2 separate regions of the Macaca mulatta genome follow, and region 2 is linked to region 1. A link is a contact called in public Hi-C data. All regions are on one chromosome and are shown on one strand. The core of a region is the stretch at or near the end of the contact, and the rest is flanking DNA. Distances in the headings are between cores, read along the strand shown.

Region 1 (7,356 bases), core at 3,362-5,861:
GCCGAGATTGTGCCACTGTACTCCAGCTCGAGTGACAGAGCGAGACTCTTGTCTCAAAAGAAAAAAAAATGTTAAAACTTATTTTATAACTTAACCCCTAACTTCCCCCTCCCAGAAACCTGTGTTCTCCCATGATTGCTGTGTTTCTTCCAACTCAGGTAGTGACAACTACATTCCTCAGGGTGAAAACTTTGAAGTCCTTAATCCAATCTATCTCTCTCTCACCCCACCTATAATTGATCAGGAAATCTGTTGACTCTATCTTTAAAATATATATAGAATCTGACCCCTTCCCATCACCTCCATTGCTAGTATCTTGGTCCAAGGCACAACAATTTCCTGACAGGTTTTCTGGAATAGCCTCTCACCACAGCACTGAATGACTCCTTTAAAATGAAAGCCACATCATGTATGTCACAACTCCACTCAAAAGCCTTCAATGGCTCCTGATCTCAATCAGAATTAATGTCAAAGTCCTTACAATGAGCTTCCAGGTCCTGCTACGCAGCAGCCCCTCACTACTCTTCCCTTTGCTCATTCTACTTCAGCCACATGGACCTCCTTGCTTGTTCCTCCTCAGATATGCTCAGTGTGTCCTCAGCTTAGAGCCTTTGTACTTGCTTCCCCTCTGCCTGAACTGCTGAACTACTCTCCTACAGATACCCATAGGCCTCCTTCTCTCACCTCCTGAAGCCTTTGCTCAAATGTCACCTTCCCAGTAATGCCTTCTTTGACCACCTTATATAAAACTGTAAACGCTCTCCTCCAGCTCTCCTTCTCCCCGTCCTCTGCTCTGACTGTCTCCATAGTACTTACCATCCTATCGTATACTGGCACTGGGACTCTCAACACTCACATGCAAGCTAATCTTACTAGATAATGCGGAATGGTCTTCCTAAAGGCTAGCATTCATGATGGCAGATCCACTTTAGTCATCTTCTAAGTTAGGCTTTCTGCAGTATCCAGGAAGCTTGCCCGGACCCCATTTAAATTAGTGCCTCTCACCACATACTTTCATTACATCTTTGATTCTCTCATGAGCTTTAGGTAAGTTGTTTATTCTCCACTGGACTGTAAACCCTGGGAGGGCAGGGACTGTACCTGCTCTGATTTAGCTCCAATGCCCAACACAGTGGGCTAGTATTTAGTAGGCACTCAAATACCAGCTGAATAAATAAATGGCTAAAAATTATTACATTTGGCCTAGGATCTATTACATCTATCTAGGATCTGGTACTCATGATGCATGTCAATTTAGATGAGTAATCACTCTTCAAAATACTGTCAGAAGGGTCTTTCCAGGGAAAATGTTGCATGATTTTGATACATGTGGTATACGATGAATTGAATATGGCAAGCTGCCAAACTGACACTCAGAAGCACACACCTGGAATGATTTAATGGTACTTTCAAATTAAATGGTACTCAGACTCAAAAATACGTATCTCAGGCCTGGAAGAAATGTCAGAGGTTATCTAACACAATCCCCACTTCACTGAATCCTGAAACACATTGTTCATTAGCCTAACATTAAGTGACCATTTAGAGTCCATTAAAATAGCTTCAGTGGTAGAAAACACATCTCCATAAGAATGCCCAGTCCACTTTTGGATGGACTAGTCATTAGAAAATTCTTATTTGTGATGCACATGTAGTTTTCACCCATTAGTCCCTATGTTATTGTAACTACAGTGAAGTCTTTCCAACATCTGAGGAAGGCCACTACATCCTCTCCCAAGGCTTCTTTTCCCAACTCCTTTAATCCTCTTCAAGTGATACTCATGGCATTTGAAACGATGTCTACACACCTCTTTTCTTGTTATTCCTACTTAAATGGTTTCATGAGAGGCAACAGAATTATGACAAAAAAATACTAAAAAGTATAAAATTAAGGCAACTTACATAGTCATGTGGGAACAAAAATTGCAGAGTATGTGCAAAGTGGAGGTCTACTCATATTTCTTTTCCATCTGATTATGCTCGACTCTTAATTATCTTTTTATTCTAAATTTGAAATATCCTTACCTTTATCCAGTGTTCCACATTGTCAGGACCAAAAGCAGGCTGTAGATAACATATATAGGACATTAATACACAGCAATATCTTCATCAACTTTGCCATTTAAATCTATCCTTCTGACTAAAGCATATGGAACAGTGTCCTTTATTATTTCCCCAAAGCATTTCAGTAGGAAGTTCAGCATGATTAGCAATAAAAGACACAGAATAGCAGTATGAGGAGAAAACATGAAGCCTTACTGGGACATTGTTTTTATTTCTTGTCTAGGCTCACCTTGAGACTGTGATTTAATTGGGATAGGACCCTGTGGCACTGCTATTTTTTTTAAACCTCCTTAGGGTTAAGAGTCAAGATATAGAAATGCTAAATATAAAGCTACTCATTAAAAAAAAAAAAAAAGGCACTCATTAATTAGCCAGATTATCCAAGTAATCTTTAGCTTAAAGAAGGGTGTGTTCCTCTCCTTACTCCTTTCATAAGTAGCCTGTAGCAAGAGGCTTTCTCATCTTACCTAGATCAGGGATCTTGTTTGGTCCAATAAAAACTGAGGGTTAATCAATCTGACTTCTACTGTTTTACAAAGCAGAAAATACAAATTTCCACCCAGATCAGTCAGGTATTAATCTGAAATTAGAAGTAAAACCATCAGGACATTTCCTTTCTTCACTCTCTGTAACTCCCAGAAGCTTGCAGAATTCCTTCTAATAGTCACTTAACAAATAGCTATCTTCTTTGCCAAAAATGCAGGTGTGTTTTGGCCAGGAGCAGTGGCTCACGCCTGTAATCCCAGCACTTTGGGAGGCCAAGGTGGGCAGATCACGAGGTCAGGAGATCAAGACCATCCTGGCTAACACGGTGAAACCCCGTATCTACTAAAAAAACAAACAAACACCCAGAAGCTTGCAGAATTCCCTCTAATAGTCACTTAACAAATAGAGTTATCTTCTTTACTAAAAATTCAGGTGTGTTTTTAAAATAAGGGGATATCCTGATGATTTGTCATTGGAGCACTAAATCTCTTTTGGTTGTGTTCCCAGTTCATAAATTGCTTCTTACTCAAATATGCTCTCTAAAATAATAATAATATTAATAATAATAAAATAAGGGGATATCTAAACTAGCATGTTGACACATGGAGGTGGGAAAAATATAATACTCTCTTTCACTTACCTAACACTATGCCTTCAAACCATCTTACTGATAACTAACGCAGCTGTACTGCTTAATAATTTTGTCACTGCAACAAAGAAAGAACTGATCCAATTAAAACACAACTGAACTTGAAAGAGCCCTATGTTTTCCCCTTTTTCCCTCTAGGCAGTAATAATGAGCACTAGCAGGAAAAATCCTTCCTTTTTGGAGTCCTAAGAAATTATTCTAAATTTTTACCTTTCATCATCAAGTCCATATCCATAACCTATTTTAGATTCAATACATCATGCAACTGATGTATTGAAATAGCAGCAGCCTCAGTTTCCAAGTCTCCCTAATGCTCCAGCCTGTGCCCTGTAGTATCTAGGGCAACATATTTACCATGTGGAATATGTCCAATGCATTTAGTTGGTAAATTTAGAGTAAATTGCAAGAACAATTGCCTGGGTCCCTCACAAAGGCCACATACATCTACAGAATATTATTTAGGAAAGTGTAACTTAAGGGTGAAAACAGCGGCTGAAACTGCTCTGTAGCTGAAAGCTGAGAAGCTTCTCCATTTTAGTACTCTCATTTAGATTTTAAGCATCCGTTTGGGGACTGTTAAAAAGGTAGTCTGTGGAAAGCACACACGGTGCAACTGTGACATTGCACATGTCACATATGTTTTCAAGTTTAAAATGTGGGTTATCACTTTTTTCTTATCTTCAGGTGCTAATGCATCCAAATGGGTGACAGATACGGAGAGAATCTATTTTTTGAATGTTGATTGAATTTAGAAATTCCTGTGTGAATCAAGTATTAATGTATTCAATATCCATTTGCACTCCTGAGTTTATTTAGATACTTTACGTAAAAGTGAAAGGGCAGGAATACAGGCAGGGTATTTAATGTGAAGCTCTCCCCCGTTAATAAAGATCAATTCCCCCAAGATTTGCCAAAAAAAAAAAAAAGAGAGAGAAAAAGAAAGAAATGTGCCAGAAGTTTCCTAAAATTTAAGGGAGAACGGAGTTTGCAAACTCCTTTCACTCCGAAGGGCATTAGCAGACACCTCCGGTTTTAGAAAAGCGTTAGAAACAGTTCTTCCACGATGCTGGCCCACCAAAGCCGTAATATACCCAGACCCCAGAGATCCTAGAGCACTTCACTCAGGGCAATGCTGGCTTTAGGGCGGTTAAGGCAGGGGCGTGTCAGCTAAGGATAAAGAGGCCGGAAGCACAGAGGGGCCGCGACTGGCTTCCTGACTGCCCCGCCCCTTGGGGAAGTCCCCGCCCTCCAACGCTCTCGATTGGGATCACCTGGGGACTCGGCTTCCTTGTGAACCGTTTCCAGCGATTCAGCCCCATCCTTTTCTTTGAGGAGGACCTTCCCTGAGGCGCCATTAGCATTTTCCAAGTTCGAGCTCGAACCTCGGCCAAAGCTGCCACAACCGCTCTTCTGCCCGGGCTGCTGCCGGGACACGCTGGGAATTGTAGTTCCTCCGCCCGCAAGGAACGCAGGCGTAGGACGCCGTCGAACCACCACTCCCACGAGGCTCTGCGCAGGCCGCTCGCGTTGGCTCAGTTACCATAGCAACGGCAGAGGTCCCTCGCTCTTGCCGTCATCAAGGCTCGCTTTGATGTCGGCTTTGCTTTTTTCTGGCGCCCAATGATGACGTAGTACTCCCTGATTGGGTCTGCACTGGAGGCAGTGATTTGGGGGCAGAGAATTCTGCAAGCCTAACACGTGGTACTGAACTGTGAAGAGTTTGAGGGGTCTGAACACTAAAAGAGTCGAATAGTTTGTTGGCGGGTAAGTGCCCTTTGCCCTGCTGGTGTGGGAGCTGCTAGAGATGGATGAGTCGCGTCGCGCCCAGACGCTTCCTGGTTGTGTTGCAGTAACAGTGATAGTACTCCCGCGATGTCTCCTCTCCTTCCCTTTTCAGGGTCTCCTGGTAGATCTTGGCTTCTGTAAATTCAGATTCTCATAAATCGTGTAAGCCTCGCCGACACCTCTGAGATAAAAGGGCCCCTTTCGATTAGCCTCTGCTCAAGGGTAGAGTTCTCAGTTGGAATTTTTTATTCCGAACTGCCCATGGGAGAGTGAGACCATCTTCAATCTCTGAGCTAGGTGCCTAGGGAGGTCTCGGGCCATGGAGATGGCCCATGGAGCAAAGATAAATCCTGACTTATTGGCTGAGCCGAGGGGTTTCCAGAGACAGCCCATTTGGGGTGATAAATGGGCTTATAAAGCAGAGTAAAGATTAGAACAGGGTTTTGGATTCTGCTACTCTGTGGCTATGTGACCTTAGGCAACTCCTGTTTTCTCATGCAAAATGCGGACGATAATACCTGAATCACTGGAGTGTTGGAATGATTAAAAATAAATGTATGTAAAGCATTCTGCCCGGAAATGTAAACTAAAGTTGACTTGAAATTGGTGAGAATGAGGTTGGGTAAGCTCTGTCCTCGGACTGTTGCAGCGATCCTAGGACCAGCTCTGTAACTGGTCTATCTGAAAGGCGGTTGAATAAATTGTGTTCATACAAACTATGCAGTATCACGAAGTAGTTTTTTCAAAAGGGTAAGTTAGCTTTATGTTTCTTCTTCAGGAAAGACGTCTAATGTTTATTCTTGAGAGAAAAGCAAATTGCAGAGAAGTGCATATATTATAGTATGTTTCCATTTTTGTAAAAGCAAACCCTGACCAAAACACTCCCTTCCATATGCAAGTATGTTTAAATGTTTGAGAATGGAGAAAGATTGCAGAGACTGGGAGGATGGATTAGAGGCGGGAGGGAGAAAGGGAAAAGAACAAGAACACTATAGCAAAATGGTAACTGATTATAATGTGCTTGTGGACCAGATGGAACTTCTCATAAGCTCCCAGCCTATTAGAGTATAGCGTTGAAAACTAGACTTCAATAATTTAAGTCCTTGCTCTGCCACTTACCAGCTGGTGATTTTGTCAGCCTCAGTTTACCATCCATAAAATGCAGATAATAATAGCATCTATATTATGCATTTGATATGAGGATTAATGGAGTGAATATATAAAGAACAGTGCTTGATACATAGTAAATACCCAATAAATGTTAATTGCTGTTATTATGTCTTTCTATATGTGAAATTAACTTTTATTGTGATTACTGACATTTGGAATTCTACCATCTTATTTTGTGTTTTCTATTTCTTTTTTTGGTCTCTTTTCTTTTCTTGCCTTTTATTAGATTAATCCATTTTTCTTTATTTTCCCACTTCCCTCTCCAGTGAGTTTGGAAATTATGCATTCTGTCATTAATTGTTTAACAGTTACTTCTGAATTTTTAACACACATACTCAACAAAGTTTAACGTCATCATTATCTCTTTCCCCCAACAAATGGTGTAAGGATTTCGGAACGCCTTGGAAAAGTCTTCAGTTACTGTTTTCTGGAATTGTAGCATTCTTCATTTCTTTCTTTCTTTTTTTTTTTTTTTTTTTGAGACGGAGTCTTGCTTTGTTACCCAGGCTGGAGTGCAGTGGCATGTTCTTGGCTCACTGCAACCTCTGCCTAATGGGTTCAAGTGATTCTCCTGTCTCAGCCTCCAGAGTAGCTGGGATTACAGGCGTGTGCTGCCACACCTGGCAGATTTTTGTGTTTTTAGTAGAGACAGGGTTTCACCACGTTGGCCAGGCTAGTCTCGAACTCCTGACCTCAGGTGATCAGCCAGCTTCGGACTCCCAGAGTGCTGGGATTACAGGCGTGAGCCACTGTGCCCGGCCAGCGTTCTTCATTTCTCTGTCGTTTCTGAGTCAGCTCAATGCACCACATTGTTTAAAAGTCCTTCAGACATTTTTCTATGCATATACTATCATTATAGAAAGTGTACATGTGTGGGGGAGAAGGGTAAGAGATGCAGACGTGTACTTATATATACAGCTTTCCTCTCACCTTTTGCCTTAGGAAATTTTGGACATTTCCATGACAGTATGTAGAGAATCCAGCTAGGAAACATTTAAAAATCCCTTCTCTCCTGATAAATGAAGAGTGGAGGTGGTGGGTCGCACTGGAAGTGTTAGGACAGGTATAGTGTTGCCAGAAGTGCAGGGAATCTTCGTTAGTCCTTGTAAAGGTAGAGATCCACTGACAGCCTGTCATTTGTATTTACACTCTTAATGTTTTTCCTTAAGACTTTCCCCAGGAATGCCATCTGTGACACCAGA
Region 2 (7,356 bases), core at 1,924-4,423, 300 kb before region 1:
AGGAGATAAAAATGCCACCCACAAATTCAAACTACAATGTCCCTGGTTCACAAAAACAGCCAACCTCAAAAGGAAGTAACATCTCCCAGTATATCTCAAACTTCTAGATGTGCATATAAATTACATACAGTAGTTAATAACCAGAAATTTATCTTCTATGGAGGAAAGACATGCCAATACAATGGAAAGTCCTACTGCTACTACTAATAAAAATACTCATAGTAAAAATATGAAGAAAAACCAGGTACGTTTTAAGTTTCAATATGATAGGCAATATAGGCAACAGTGTACAATTTTAAATATTTAACTGGTTTTGTGTTGGGACTTCTGCAGTTTCCAATTTTAGATATTTCAATTTACTGTTTACTTAGCTCAATATACAACAGAACACTTAGCAAATAAAATTCCATACAAAAGCCACACAATCAGGACCACTGTTTCATTTTTACAGGTCATTCCACATTAAGAGTCAGGACTATAAAACTGACCACACTGTGCACGGTGGTACAAGTTTTGGAACTGAAGGCGCTTAACTTATTTTAAACCTATACTGTTGTAGGTTCGGTATCCAAACACAAGGTTCACACAACTCATTTGTTGAGTGTCTTAAATACAGACTTAGAAGTAAAAAAAATTAAAAAGTTTCATCTCACCTGAGAGTTCATTTGTTAAGTTAAAGGGATTATTCCTGTGAAATCATCTTAAAGGTTTACAGTAAAGAATAAAATTCTAAGCTCCCAATCATAAGAAGTATTAAGAACTTCACAGGCATAGTTACTGGCATAAAGGTACAGATTCAATAATTTTAAGTTTCCTCTAAATTCGGCCAGTTACCCATTTCTAGGGATCTGCCTTCATCAGGTTACATGTAAATATCCATTTTAAACAGAGATAATTGCTCCATGAATATACTAATTAAAGGTAGATTGTGAATAATATGACTGTTCAGCTCCATTTCTATCGCCAAGTTAGGTATCAGAAAGAACATCACACCCTATAGAGTCTGAACTAGATTGAAGATTTTGGATCGAAACATACAGAATAATTTCCTGGCAGCCCCCTTTGTAAATCCATGGCAATTTCAACACTGGGAACTCTTCAGCCTCGTTTTTCTTAACAGAACATGACAAATAAGTATTGAGTGCCTGACAATGAGTACAAAAATGAGTAAGAGTCAGCAGCTATGCTCAAGAAGTGCAGTATATACCACCCTTGGTGGCTCACGCCTGTAATCCCAGCACTTTGGGAGGCAGACGTAGGTGGATCACTTGAGCAGGAGTTTGAGACCAGCCTGGCCAACACAGTCAGACCCCCGTCTCTACAAAATATTCAAAAATTAGCCAGGCGTGGTGGCACGCGCCTGTGGTCCCAACAACTCGGGAGGCTAAGGAGCGGGGACTGCTTGAGCTTGGGAGGCAGAGGTTGCAGTGGACCGAGGTCGTGCCACTGCACTCCGGCCTGGGCAACAGAGCGAGACCCTGTCTCATTTAAAAAAAAAAAAAAAAGAAGAGAAGAAAAAGAAGTGCAGTATAGCAGAAAAACAACATTCTCCAAATATGTTGGATTGTCATCTGAAATAGCCGAACTTCCCAGATCATGATTCCAGTGGGGCAAATACTTCTTATACCCGTCAATTTTATTTCCCCAACTGGAACTCTTTAGAACTTGATGTGAAACAATGCAGGTATTGTGAATAGTTCACGGTTCTTAAACTTTAAAGATTCTTAATACAAAACATACAACTCAACATTAGAATAAATATACAGTATTTAAAGGAAAATTAAGAGTAAGGAAACATGTTACAGACCTAAGACCAAATTAAACTTTCTTTGAATCTCTTCAGGAACCTCAAACACCGATACAGAGAGATATTATTTAGGTCCTTGTTTGGGGATGTATGAGATTACGATGAAAGTGACTTTTATTTCATCCTCAAAAGGGCTGTTGAATAGTTGGAATGACTTCGTTAACTTAAAACATAGTTACGATTTCTTAATCGATTTACAGAAACAACAAACTACGGCATCGCAGAGAGCTTTTCACGTTTACGAGCTTCATTTCTTTGAGGGTAAAGACAAGTTCCAAAACGGCTTACTGATGCAATGCTTCGGAAAAATGTTATGTAATTAATATATTAAAACTATACAACTTAATGGTAAGGAGACATTTCATAAAAATTTAAACAGTCGGTCCAAAATAATTCCTGATTTTACCTAAGAGGCAAACGATGACAGACCGAACATTAACTTTGCCAATCACCTGAAAGGAGCAGCGTGGTAAAACTACCCAGGACCGCATCAGCACTCAGGGGCAATAGTGAACCACTGAAGCAATAGCTCCACCTACTGATCCACCCTATACTTCCTTAAACATGTTGGCACCCCAAGTCTACAGCGATCGCGCTCTCTCCCCCTCCTCCACTCGCTGTGACCCAACCCAAATCTAGTTGAGTCACTAGCTCTTAATATTCATCCCCGTGCTCTTTATTCCAATTTCTTCTTCCTCCAGAAGGTTCTGCACAGCTCCCAAGCGTGAATAAAACTGAAAGGTGTCAAACACCGCAGTTCCAGAGTGGAGTCTGGAGGTGGAAGACAACCAAACCACTCCACCTGGAGCGGCGGGCCGGCGTGGCTCAGAGGTCCGCTCCCGGGAAGGAGGCCCCGGGCGCCTCATAATAGCCTTTCCATGTTGCCCCACTCAGCTGCTTCTCTCCACTCAACCCACAATCGTCCTCCGAACCGAAACCCTGAAGCCACCGGGTCTTGCCTCCGCTGGCCCTTCAGCCCGCCAACAGCCCAAGCCTCGCCTCCGCCCCCTCCGGGAACCGAGGAAACTGAGAAGGCGAGAAATCTCCCTCCGCCGGTCTTCGCCCTGAATCTCTCCTCGCCTTCGCAGCTCTCCCCCTCTACATGGGCCCGGGCCCTTCTACCCCGCCGGCCGGGCCCTGCCCGGCTGCCCTTCCTCACCCTTTCATCTTCCCCGCCTGCTGAGGCCGTCGTTACCACCGATATCAACGCCGTCGTAGTCGCCGCCCTCAGGTCTCCGCGCCCTCAGCTCGGGCCACTCAACCCCGCAAGCCGGCCTCCTAGCCTGGGCAGGGAGCTGGGCGAGCAACGAAGGCCGCGAGAGTCGAGTGAGGGCTTGAGTCTGGTGGGGGCGGGAGTGTCTCCCGCCGCCGTGCTAGTGCTGCCGCTACTCCACACGTGCACTCGGGTCTCTCAGCTCCCTCCCGCCGCTGCCGCCAGCCAGACCCGCTGCCGCGCTGTGACCTTTCACCCCGCCCCTCGCGCGCCGGCGCGTCAGCCGCCTCGCGCGCAGTCGTACTGCCAGCCTCCGCGCACCCTGCCCCCTCCACTCCGGAACGTCCATCTTTCTCCCGGACTGTGCCTTCTGGCGTCATGCTCCTCCTTCCCACCCCCTTACGACACTGCTTGTGGGGCTGGCTCGGTAAGCCCTGGCGGTAAAATCCAGATTTTTCCACCCCTCCCTCTTCTATCCCATATCCGCAAGATTGGTTTTCTCGGCCCTGTTCTTCCCGGTTTGTGGTCTCCAGAGTGACCTTCAAACGCACTTGCCTCCTAGTAGAGTTTTATAAAGCTGGTTCTTCCAAATGTAAAGAAATCTGTGTAAAGCTCAAGTAAGTTAGGTGTTTTAAAGCAAACGTGGTTAACAATCGGCCGGATAGATTGGCTACCCTCCAGCACGCCTCAAGTTTTGAGATCACGTGATTGGCCCAAACCTCAGAGCCTGGAATTTTACCGGCGAACTCCAGAGGGACGGAACCCCACCGCCATTTCCTGTCCCTCGATCGTGGCGTGAACGTCACTTCCTTAGCAATGCGCTCTAACTCTTGCTGTCCACATTTTCCACATTGTACTTTACAACATAGTCCTTGTGAAAATTTATCTTTTATTTCTTTAATTCAAGAAGATTAATATTCAAGGGATACGTAAAAATACAAGCCCCCCGAGATGTAGCGCGCCGGGATGGGGGAGGCAGGGCGGAGCTCGACGTCACGTGACTGGTTGGGCCCGCCCCTCCCAACCCTGTGCAGCTGAGGACTTCCCCCCGTGGTGACAGAGCCTCTCGGTCCTCGGTCGGTACGGTCTCTGCACCTCGCGCCCCAGCAGGTGAGCGGCGGCCGGTAACTGGCGAGTGGTGGGGATAGAGGGGGTGGAAGGAGGCAGAGGGGAGAGAAGGGAGAGTGTGAACGGCGACCTCCCTGCCTGAGGCTTCCTCCCCGCTGTCACCCTGCACCGGCAAGGAGCTCCTTTCTCCTTAACCCCCGCTCCCCCAACTGTGGTCGTTCCCGCTCCTTGGGGTTTGAGATGTCCACCTTTCCCAGGGTTGGAAGTGAGTGCGGCCATTATGGTTCCCTACTCAGAGCCTTTGGGGCTTCGGGTAGCAGATCGTTTCAGCCATTTCACAGGGTCTGCAGTAGACATTAGGTCCCATTCCTTAAAGCCCGTTCTTTGGCCAGGGTCCTCACTGTCCTTGCCCTCAGCTCAGGGCTGAGGAGCGGGGAGGTAGCAAAAACCCTGGAGGCAGAGGCGTCTCCAGTGAGACAGGCTTGGGAGGGACTGTCACTGATACGGCCCTCACTGCAGAGTCACTGAGAAGCTTCCCTCCGAAGGTGCTTTCTCAGTAATTCTAAGGGTTTTATCTGACAGACCTGCAGGGAAGGTTCCGGAGATGTTCACGTGCTTCGGATGGGACTGGAAGGGTAAAAGAAGGGCTTTTACTTTTTCTTCTCTGAGGAAGAGGACAGTTGAAGGAGTACTGTCTTCAAAACGGGAGGTGTTAGTAATGCGACAGTCTCGATTGAATGAGGAGGCGTTGAAAGATGGTGTTGTGGTGTCGTGGTGTGTAGGAGGCCCAGGCTGGTTTAGGGAAAAGTGAGTAGGGTTCCCTGAAACCAAAATAAGAAACTGATTGGGTCGGAAATACTGTTAAACCAAATTTATTTGGCCATATGCTGAAAGGTAGAATCAAGTCGAGATGTTGCTGTCTGCACATGTTTTCTGCCTTCAATCCTTCCCTTTTTGTTATTTTTTCCCTAAAATATAACTTAATTGACACTCCCAATCTATTCCTTGACCGGCTTTGTGGTAAATTTAGGTTAAGTAGCATTTGTATCCCTCTTTAGCTTTCCCCATTTGTAAAACTCCCAGTGCCCTCTTCAGATTTTGATGAATAGTATTTTGTGAAAAAACAGAAATTGTTGTCCAATTGAAAATATAGGTGTTGTCCAACCCAAGTACTCCCGTTCCTGTAATGTATTACCAATGTTTTGACCCCAAACAATGTGCTTTAGGGAAGAATGTTTTTCAGTTTGTGGTTAAACTCTTTTATTTATACTGCAAACTCAGAAAATTCCATGCTGCTTTTCATTTGGAGGTCTTACAAATGTTACAAATTTGATTTTTGAAATTTAAATTACACCTTAATATGAAAAATTATATGCTCAGTTAAATCTTGTAGTTTTCTAACCAAGGTAATTAAGGAAGACTGCTGAAAAATGAGGAAGATGGAATCGTCTTTGAGTGGTGGATGTGACTGATTTGTTTTTCTGTGTCTTCCAAATTCTGTACAATAAACTGGTCTTATTTTGTTAAGGAGAACAAAAAGTTAAAATTCTACGGTAGTAGCAATTTAACAAAGTATTTTTATGGTAAGTTCAAAATACATAACCTGCCTTATTTTGATGCTCCTTAATAGAAAAAACCTCGAAGATGTTGCTTTCCCCAAGTAATGAAGATTACTATTATCTCTTGTGGATTTACCATTTTAACATTTCGTACTTAAGTCGCATACTGGGCAATAGACTAATATATTGATACATTTATATCACCATGCCTGCTGTAGATATATATATGTAGTTTTATCTATTAATTTTCTCCATAGTAAGGTTCCATGTGGTCTGGAAGTCCTAACTAGTCCTGTCTGGCTGAGACCAAAATGGGAAAGGGAAAACCAGCTAGAAGCATTGGCTACTAGAGGGAAAAATGTCAGTATGAAAGTGGTTGGATGAGTCTGCAGTTTTATTTCACAATTCCCCCAGTTTTAGAGAACTTGTGAAAGCAATAACTTAGACCACTGATGAAATGTAGATTAGTAGTGGGAATTGGTGACTACATTGCTGGTAAGGTTAAATGTGAAAAAAAACTTTGACATTATACACAGATCTCACACGCACATACACAGGATTGGAAGCCTGGAAAACATTTCTGAGACTTGCCTTACCAGTTTTCGAGTGTTACATGTAGAAATCTTAACATTTATTAGGGCATTGTGCTATAGTCCACCATTACATAAAACATAAGGGTTTAGTTTTGTTTTAGGGCCCTTGGCACTTCTGGTTTTCTTTTCCTGAGGCCTTTCTTGTTTTCAGTGCCTTTATAGATTTTTGCCACCACTAAGAATGCTTTCTTCTCCCATAGACAGAGGTAGCCACTCAGTCCTATAGACTTCTAATCATCATCATCATCATCATCATCATCATCATCATCATCATCATCTTTTCTATTCTTCTACTTGTACTTCTAGCATTGTATTTAATTGCTGTTTCCTGAGCTGTTCCTCAGCAAATCATAAAGCTTCCAGGACTGTGAACTATAGTACTATTGTGTCTTCAGCACCAGAATACTGAAGTACCTGATAGGTACTCAGTAAATTGTTTATTGAATGAATATTGGAAAATTAGACAAGGAAATTAAACCACTTTAATTTTTGCAGATCATAACTCTTCCTAAAGTTGTGCACTAAATGTTAGCTTTTAAATATAAACTGGTAATAACCTTCCAAATTTATGGTCAATACAATAGATAAAAACCTCAGATGACTTTATTAAGGCTAAGACCACCTTATTTTCACAACATATTTGTTTGCTAGTAAATATGGTTCTCATCAAAATATGGGAGAGACGGGAAGAGGACTAGCACTAGACTAAAAGTCAGAGGATCTTCATTCAGCTCTGCCACTTTAGTTATATGTCCTTTTAAGTAATGCTGGGGAGGGGTTCAGTTTTGATACTTAGGAACCTTCCTGTGACATAGTCCCTAGGTAATCTATGTGAAAATATCTTAAAAACTAAGTGATGTCTGTAATCCCAGCACTTCGGGAGGCCAAGGTGGGCAGATCACAAGGTCAGGAGATCGAGACCATCCTGGCTAACATGTTGAAACCCTGTTTCTACTAAAAAAATACAAAAAATTAGCCAGGCATGGTGGCACGCACCTGTAGTGCCAGCTACTTGGGAGGCTGAGACAGGAGAATCGCTTGAACCTGAGAGGTGGAGGTTGCAGTGAGCCAAAATCACGCCACTGCACTCCAGCCTGGGCGACAGAGTGAGACTCC

What was found. A called contact is a pair of places that touch in the nucleus more often than the background predicts.
Region 2: a contact with region 1 is called in a Hi-C map of fetal cortical plate, with 2.1 times the contacts expected there. The contact joins the promoter of NAA50 here to the promoter of CCDC191 in region 1. A contact is called at or near these places in 2 of 14 Hi-C or Micro-C datasets (fetal cortex germinal zone and fetal cortical plate).

Annotation. Positions count from the first base shown.
Region 1 is chr2:169,676,159-169,683,514 of T2T-MMU8v2.0, reverse strand. CCDC191 (coiled-coil domain containing 191) reads right to left here and starts at 4,611. Exons shown (of 15, transcript XM_077993913.1): 1 at 4,471-4,611. It also overlaps a transcript of QTRT2 not described here.
Region 2 is chr2:169,977,011-169,984,366 of T2T-MMU8v2.0, reverse strand. It overlaps NAA50 (N-alpha-acetyltransferase 50, NatE catalytic subunit), which reads right to left and starts at 3,173. Exons shown (of 5, transcript NM_001261371.2): 1 at 2,967-3,173. The coding sequence starts at 2,974. It overlaps ATP6V1A (ATPase H+ transporting V1 subunit A), which reads left to right and starts at 4,081. Exons shown (of 15, transcript NM_001260658.1): 1 at 4,081-4,130.